2 separate regions of the Oryctolagus cuniculus genome follow, and region 2 is linked to region 1. Evidence: chromatin contacts called from public Micro-C data. All regions are on one chromosome and are shown on one strand. The core of a region is the stretch at or near the end of the contact, and the rest is flanking DNA. Distances in the headings are between cores, read along the strand shown.

The links. A called contact is a pair of places that touch in the nucleus more often than the background predicts.
Region 2: a contact with region 1 is called in a Micro-C map of ear pinna, with 3 times the contacts expected there. The contact joins two enhancer-like sites. A contact is called at or near these places in 3 of 6 Hi-C or Micro-C datasets (ear pinna, psoas muscle and an unstated tissue).

Annotation. Positions count from the first base shown.
Region 1 is chr9:102,739,944-102,743,487 of mOryCun1.1, reverse strand. No RefSeq gene overlaps it. Among named protein-coding and RNA genes, the nearest start is that of CD4, 11 kb to the right of the region's middle. Within about 2 kb of position 1,522, at least 1 of the 8 cell types and tissues checked has an H3K27ac peak or open chromatin away from gene starts, as enhancers often do. A contact at or near this core is called in ear pinna, where this site is marked.
Region 2 is chr9:102,890,824-102,894,866 of mOryCun1.1, reverse strand. It overlaps LPAR5 (lysophosphatidic acid receptor 5), which reads right to left. Exons shown (of 2, transcript XM_051850173.2): 2 at 1,364-4,043. The coding sequence ends at 3,584. Among named protein-coding and RNA genes, the nearest start is that of CHD4, 8.9 kb to the left of the region's middle. Within about 2 kb of position 2,331, at least 1 of the 8 cell types and tissues checked has an H3K27ac peak or open chromatin away from gene starts, as enhancers often do. A contact at or near this core is called in ear pinna, where this site is marked.

The DNA.
Region 1 (3,544 bases), core at 273-2,772:
CTGTCCTCTGGTTCACTTTCCAAATGCCCACAACACTCAGGAGTCTGGAACTCAATCCAGGTCTCCCATGTGGGTAGCAGGAACCCAAGTACTGGAGCCATCATCCGTTGCCTCCCAAGGTGTGCATTAGCAGGAAGTTGGAGTTGGGAGGGGAGCCTGGACTCAAACCCAGGCTCTCTGATACAGGAGGAAGGCATTTCAAGCAGTGTCTTAACCGCAGCACCAAGTGCCTGCCCCCATGTCTAATCTTGAAAGCCCTGTGCCATCATTTCTGCTTTATTCTATGGGTCATACAGACTAACCAGGCAGAATGGGTGAGAGGACAGCCTAAGGGGCTGAGCTGAGGAGGTGGGAATCCCCAGAGCTGCCCTGCGGCCTGGCTATCAGGCGGAAGGAGAGACAGGGCTAGAGAGTGGAAGGGGCATCTGCCTCCCCAGCCCTCCCGCGGACCTGGCAGCCTCCACCATTGTCTGCTACAGAAGTGTTTGGAGGGCAAAAGCAGCCCGGGGCCTTGTCAAGTCAAGGGTGCCAGGCAAGAAGCATTGAGGCCTGGGGTTCCAATCTGCAAGGCTTCTCGGATCCCTGCCCAAGGAGGGGCAGGGGCCTGAGCAGGTGGAGAAAGCTCCCTGTCCCACCTGCCCCACCAGAAAGCTAGATCCAGACCTGAGCCCCTGTCCTAGAAGGGAGAAGGGCAAAGAGCTTAGTGTCCCTGCTCAGGCAGCTCAAGGCAGCCCCCGCCCCCCCTGCTTTGAAGGGAATGGGGCTGGGGTGCGGACGGGGTCCATCTGCTGCACTCTGCGGCTGACGGTTTCTCCAAGGGGCTGCAGGTGTCAACTAGCTGAGCCCAGGCTGAACTCTGAGTGTGCCTTTCAAACTTCCCACAGGGTGTGGCGAGACCAGGCACCACCCTTTGAGACTTGTAGGAAGTGTTATGGAGATGGGGACACTGTGGCCAGAGTGGGGTCGGCTCCCCACACTGTGCTTCCCAGAGAGCAGCCCCCCACCCCGGTTCTGCCCTCTAACTCCTGAGCCCTGCCCCCACCCCGTGCCCTTTGCAGGGCTGGCAGAGTAGCTACAGATGGCTCTGGTAAGGAGGCCACCGCAGGGCTGCACCTGGGCTTTCTAACCCCCTACACAGCTGGCTGCCCTGCTTTGGCAGTAACGTGGTCTCCAACACTCTGTCAGTTGCCTCTGACGATGTAGGAGTCCCCCGGCATCCCGCCTTCCCCCTTTGCCTCCTCCAGCCGGGAGACCCATAACACACAGCAAAGTCAGCTCTGGGCCAGGAACCACAAGACTGCTGGAAATCCCCGTGCTCCACAGCTGCTGTCACATGGTGGGGTGGGGAGCTTAACTCCAATTTCTTCTCTTCCTTTTCTTCTTCCTCCTTTCTTCTTAAAATATTAATTTCTTGTTTATTTATTTGAAAGTCAGAGTGTCAGACAGAGAGAGAGAGAAGACCAAGACAAAGAGATCTTCCATCTGCTGGTCCACTCCCCAAATAGCTGCAACAATTGGGGCTGGGGCAGGGAGCCAGGAACTCCATCCGGGTCTCCCATGTGGATGCAGGGACCCAAGCACCTGGGCCTTTCTCTGTTGTCTTCCCTGGTGCCTTAGAAGACAGCTGGATTGGCAGCAGTGTAGTTGGGACATGAACTGGCACTCCCATATGGATGCCAACATCGCAAGCAGTGGCTTAACCTGCTGTGCCACAATGTCATCCCCTCTAGTTCCTTCTCCTGCCAAGTGAAATCTGGCATGTGCCGATATGGGTGAAAGGGCCTTGGCAATGAAAAATAGTCCTACAGATGTGAGGATCATGGGGCTGTTAAGCCTCAGAACTCCCAGATGAGGCTCTCAGCCTTGTGTCTCCTCCACTGCTATGGAAGAAGGCAGAGGAGAGACAGTATGAGGAGAGGCACATCTGAGATTGGGGTCCAAGCAGATGAGTTCAAATCCCGGTTCTACCAGCTCTGTGACCTTTAGCAATTTGTAAAAATAAGTAAATAAATATTTCTTAACTTAGTTATTTTTATTTGAAAGGCAGAGGTACAGAGACAAAAAGAGAGACCTTCCATCTGCTGGTTTATTCCCTAAATGCCTACAACAGCCAGGGTTGGAGCAAGCCGAAGCCAGGAGCCCGGAACACATGAGTCTCCCCATGTAGGATCAGGGACCCAGCTACCTGAGCCGTCCTCACCTGCTGCCTGCCAGGAAGCTGAGGAGAGCAGCCCAGGCACTGGATACGGTATCCAGTGAGCTGTGGTGCAACTCAGCTGCTGCACCACACACACTGCCCCCATTTTTAAAAACCTCTTGATGTCTCAGTTTCCCCATCTTCAGAATAAGCCATCTGGAGAATACACCACATCCTGTCATTCTTGTGAGGATGAAGCACAATACAGTCATATAAAGCACACAACAGTTCTTGCGGGGGCTCCAGAAAGCTTGTGGAACTTTTCTTTAAAAGATAATGTACAGGGCCGCCACTGTGGTCCAGCAGATGAAGCCACCGCCAGTGATGCTGGTAACCCATGTGGATGCTGGTTCAAGGACTGGGTGCTCCACTTCCGATCCAGCTCCCTGCTAATGCACCTGGGAAAGCAGCAGAGGATGGCCTGAGTGTTTGGGCCCCTGCACCTATGTGGGAGACCTGGAAGAAGCTCCTGGCTCCTAGCTCCTGGCTCCTGGCTCTTGGCTCCTGGCTTCAGCTTGGCCCAGCCCCAGCTATTATGGCCATCTGGGGACGAACCAGCAGTTGAATCTCTCTCTCTCTTTCTCTCTCTCTCTCTCTCTCTCTGCCTCTCCTTCTAACTCTGACTTTTGAAATAAGTAAAAAATTTTTTTAAGATAATGTGCATTGGCTGGCGCCACGGCTCACTAGGCTAATCCTCTGCCTTGCGGCACCAGCACACCGGGTTCTAGTCCTGGTCGGGGCGCCGGATTCTGTCCCGGTTGCCCCTGTTCTAGGCCAGCTCTCTGCTGTGGCCAGGGAGTGCAGTGGAGGATGACCCAAGTGCTTGGGCCCTGCACCCCATGGGAGACCAGGATAGGTACCTGGCTCCTGCCATCGGATCAGCGTGGTGTGCCGGCTGCAGCGCGCTGGCTGCGGCGGCCATTGGAGGGTGAACCAATGGCAAAGGAAGACCTGTCCCTCTGTCTCTCTCTCTCACTGTCCACTCTGCCTGTCCAAAAAAAAAAAAAAAAAAAAGATAATGTGCATTAATTCTATTTTCTTGAGAGCTTTGGAAGCAGCTTTGCAAATATTCACTTTATAAACTCATGAACTCTCTTTCTTTTCTTTTCTTCCTTGGAAATCCCAGCAGGAAAGCCAGATTCATTCTCTCTCTCTCTCTCTCTCTCTATTTATTTATTTTATTTTTTAACAGGCAGAGTGGACAGTGAGAGAGAGAGACAGAGAGAAAGGTCTTCCTTTGCCACTGGTTCACCCTCCAATGGCCACCGCAGCCAGCGCGCTGTGGCCGGCGCACCGCGCTGATCCGATGGCAGGAGCCAGGTGCTTCTCCTGGTCTCCCATGGGGAA
Region 2 (4,043 bases), core at 1,082-3,581, 150 kb before region 1:
GCAAGGCTCCGTGAGAGATCTGCCCCATTTCTTCCCAGGCACCCAAGTGGCAGGGATTTCCCTCAGGATGGCCAGGACCGAGAAGGAAGCATCTCCGCCCTGCTTCAGGACCCCTCGCCTCTGCCCTCGTTCTCTGAGCCGGTTCCTATTTCCCAAACCGATGATTGTTCCTCTTCCAACACGAGGCATGATGTATCCTGCAAGGAGACAGATGTCCAGGAACTAGAGAACCAGGAGACAGCCTGCTCCCCCATTTTAGCTGATGGGCAGTGGGAGGACTGCCTGGGAGCTCGGGGGGGGTGCTGGAAGGAAGCCTGAGCCCCCCTGCCTGTGTGCCACCCACAGGCTACTTCTCCCTGAGCCCTCTATGGGGTGCAGCCTGCCTGTGTCCCCGGGAAGGGCAGGGCAGGGAAATGGATTAGGAACATGGGAAGAGGGGGCAGAGGTGATACAGCACAGGGACACGGGCAGTCGGGAGAGGTGGCCTTGCCTGAGGGGCAAAGAAGAAACCAGCGGTGGTACAGAATGGAGCCAGGAATGAGGAAGGGAGAAATACCAGGAAAAGCAGGCGGCAAAGAGTGGGAGTGTGGGAGCCACTTCCTCCTGGGGGACCTTAAGACCTCAGATTCTCCAAGGTGGAACAGTGTCCCCAACTCAGAGGGTTTGTGTAGTAATTAAATAAGATCTTGCACCGTACGCATTACGTTGAAGTCTTGCCATACAGGAGCATATTTTAAAATCCTGTTAGCCCTCTGACTCTGGCCCTGCCTCTCAAATGTTTCTTCTTCCCCTCCTTTGGGTTTTCCCGCAGCTCACAGGAGGCAGCTCCAGGACCTGGATTTTCTGCATCTTGCCTCCCTCATACAGCTCGCTCAGGAATTGTGGGGAACCCTGGGAAAGTGATGACTGCGACAGATCTTAACCCTCCCCAGCCTGTTCCCTGTAGGGTTCTGTTCAGTCCTCCTCTGCCTACAACCTCTTCTCGCCTCTCTGTTCTCACAGGGGAACCCTTTGCAAATGAATGTGGGTAACAACCCAGCAGCGCTTTAACGCCAGAGATGTCACACTGGACGCAGCCACTCCCATCAGCGTCTCCCATCCACCATGGCACACTTCTCCCAGCTGGTGCAGGAGCTCCAAGGACAGCCCTTCTCCTTAAAGCCGGCCCACCTCGCTTCCCTACACGCAGCGTCCGTGTGAGCAAAAGCCTACCCAGAACCTTCAGGGGCTGCCCATTGTCCTCTAAATTAAGGGCCAGCGCCTTCCCCTGCGCTTCAGCATCTTCTGTCTTGCATAACTGTTATCACTGTCTTTTCTGTGGTCCCTGCTAGATTGCACACTACTTCACAGCAAGAGATGACTGTCCATTCATGCAACAAATATTTATTGAGCACTTCCTCTGTGCCAGGCACTGTTCTAGGTGTTAGGGGGCAGGGGTCTGGGAGGGGATCTCATTAGAAAACCGAAACACAAACATTCTGCCCCCACGGAGCTCACATTCTACCTAGGGAGATGGGTGGGAGGAGACAGGCGAGAAGCTGTGAAAGGGGAAATAAATAAATAAGTACATTACGTGGTATGTTAGAAGGTGACACATGTGGTGAGTTTGAGTTACTTTGGAATTCACTCGTGTAACCTGCACATAAGAGTACTCGAGTAATTGTGGAAAATTGTGTTCAGTTCAGTTTGGATAGGGCAAAGTGCTGAGAGTTGGGACCACAATGAGATCTGAAACTATTGGTGTTCTCAGGGTAGAAAGAGCACTAGTCTTGACCCCTGAGGATGAAGCAGGATGGAGCAGGTGCGACCCATCAGGCCTCTTTCTAGTGCAGGGCGAGTTAAGGGCCTGGCTCAGGCGTCTAACTTCCACCCAGGTGAGAAAGGACCCAGCTGGGAGGTTACCGTCTGAGGAATCTGGGTCAGTTCCTGGGTTTGGCCACCAGGGGTCATTTTACCCCAGTAAATCTCCAACTGTGGCACTCCCAGAAACACACAGGCGCGCGCGCGCGCGTGTGCACACACACACACACACACACACACACACACACACAAAAGGCTTATTCTGAACTAAAACACACAGAGAGGAGAAGCACACAGCATTGAGAGACAGGAACAGAAATGCATACAGGACCGGTGTGCAGCAACAAGTGCCCTCGCCACCCTCAGAATCTGAAGGTGTCGAAGCAGCAGCTCTACAGCCCCTCCCAGCGCCCCACTTGGGTGAGGAGAAAAGGAAACAGTAGATGGCCCGGTTCCCTTGCCTCCAGCTCGCCAAGAACAGCCCAGCGGTTCCTGTGCTCCCGTCGTGTCTCCCCCTTACTTCCCTGTGAGCTGTCTCCTGGCTGTGGCAGAGAGGCCCCCTCCCTCCCCTCCTAGCTTCACCCCGTCCCAGGGCTCGTAGGTAGTGTTCCACTGGGGGTGCCAGCCCCAGCAGCTCTCAGGAAACCCCAGGCCTTAGGGCCTCTGATTAGCACATACTTTGCTGAGCACTGCCCTCTGCCCGCACAAATGAAGACTGCAAATGTCTGCGATGGCCTGGGAGAAGTTGGACATGAACTCGAACACTAAGGCAAGCGGTTCTCAAAGCATAATCCAGAGACCAACTCTTTGATGAAGCCCCTGAGGTCACCAGATCACGTGTGCCTTCATCCTCACTCCTCACAAGTGGAGCCTCCAGAGGCCTCACGAGGTGCGATGGCACTGTCGCTCTCACAGTTATTGGAACGTGCGTTTGTGTATTTCTGTGTTCCAAGTACCTGTTTCACATCTAATATGGCTAAGTACTCAAAGAACAAAGAATAAGCGAAAGCTATCTGGGATTCTCAGTTTTAAGACGGTGAAAAGGGTCTGAGACTAAAAATTTTGAGTTCTGATGCTTTAGTACAAAAAAATTTCTCCTTACTCTGGACAAAGCAGGTGGAGAAGAAGAGAGAGAAAATTAAGAACCCAGAGTTGAGACGCCCTGAAAGGGTGGTGGTGCCAGAATGGACGACCTAGAAGAGGGAGCAGGGACTAGGATTTGGGGGGGAGCTCTGGCCCAAGTCCCCGTGTAGGGTGTCAGGCCTAAATTGTTACAAGTCCCTAAGAAAGAGGGAACACGATCCTGTCCACGTCGAATAAACAAACCCTGGTGTGTTGCTCAACGCTGAGCACAGGAAGCCTAGGTGGAAAGGAGAGCAGGTGGCCACGCTGGCCCTCGGGTTGGCCCGGAGCAAAGGAAAGAACCTCTCGGGAGCTTGGTGCCAAAGCCCGGAGGCCCTTCAGCTCTCAGACCCTCCAGCCATCCAACTCTGAGGTCCCCATTTTCTGTCCTGCCTGCCAGCTCTTAGCCAGTGCCTGGCTCAAGGTTATGTTTCCCTCCAATGGGAGAAGGGGTCCTCAGCTGTACCCCTGCTGAAAGAAGCCATCCCCAGCAGCACTCTTCCTTTCCTGGGACCCTTGAGCTTCCACACCAACGTGTTTCTGCATTCCAGAGCTGACGTTGGGACCCGGAAGTCCAAGTGCCAGGTCCACGTGCACAGACTGCCAGCCTGCACCCAGGGCTCTGGGGGCCGGGCGGCGTGCATTAAGATGCATTGTCCTTTCAGAGGGCTGAATCCTGGGGACACTGGGTGAGGGGCGCCCCGGGGCCGGACGGCTGGAGAAGCCCCTGACTGGTGGTATCCAGCCTGGTGATGTGGATCTCTGAAGGCCGTTCAGCGAGCGCCCCTCGATCCCCGTTGGTGGCCAAGGTCCTGGCACCGCGCTGAGTGCGCAGGCCGCGCAGGGTGTTGCGAAAACCCTCGGCGCTGAAGTAGTACACCAGCGGGTCCAGCACGCAGTTGGCGCCGGCCAGCAGCACCATCACCATGAGCACCCCGCGCACCTGATCGCGGGCCGCCTGGCTGGCCACCACCAGGTGGCTCCGCAACAGCCCGTAGACGGCCAGCGTGGTGTTGTAGGGCACGAAGCACAGCAGGAAGATGACGAGGTTGGCCAGCAGGAGGCGCACGGTCTTCCGTCGCCGCTGGCTGTGCGTGGAGTCGGGCCGCGCCAGCGTGCAA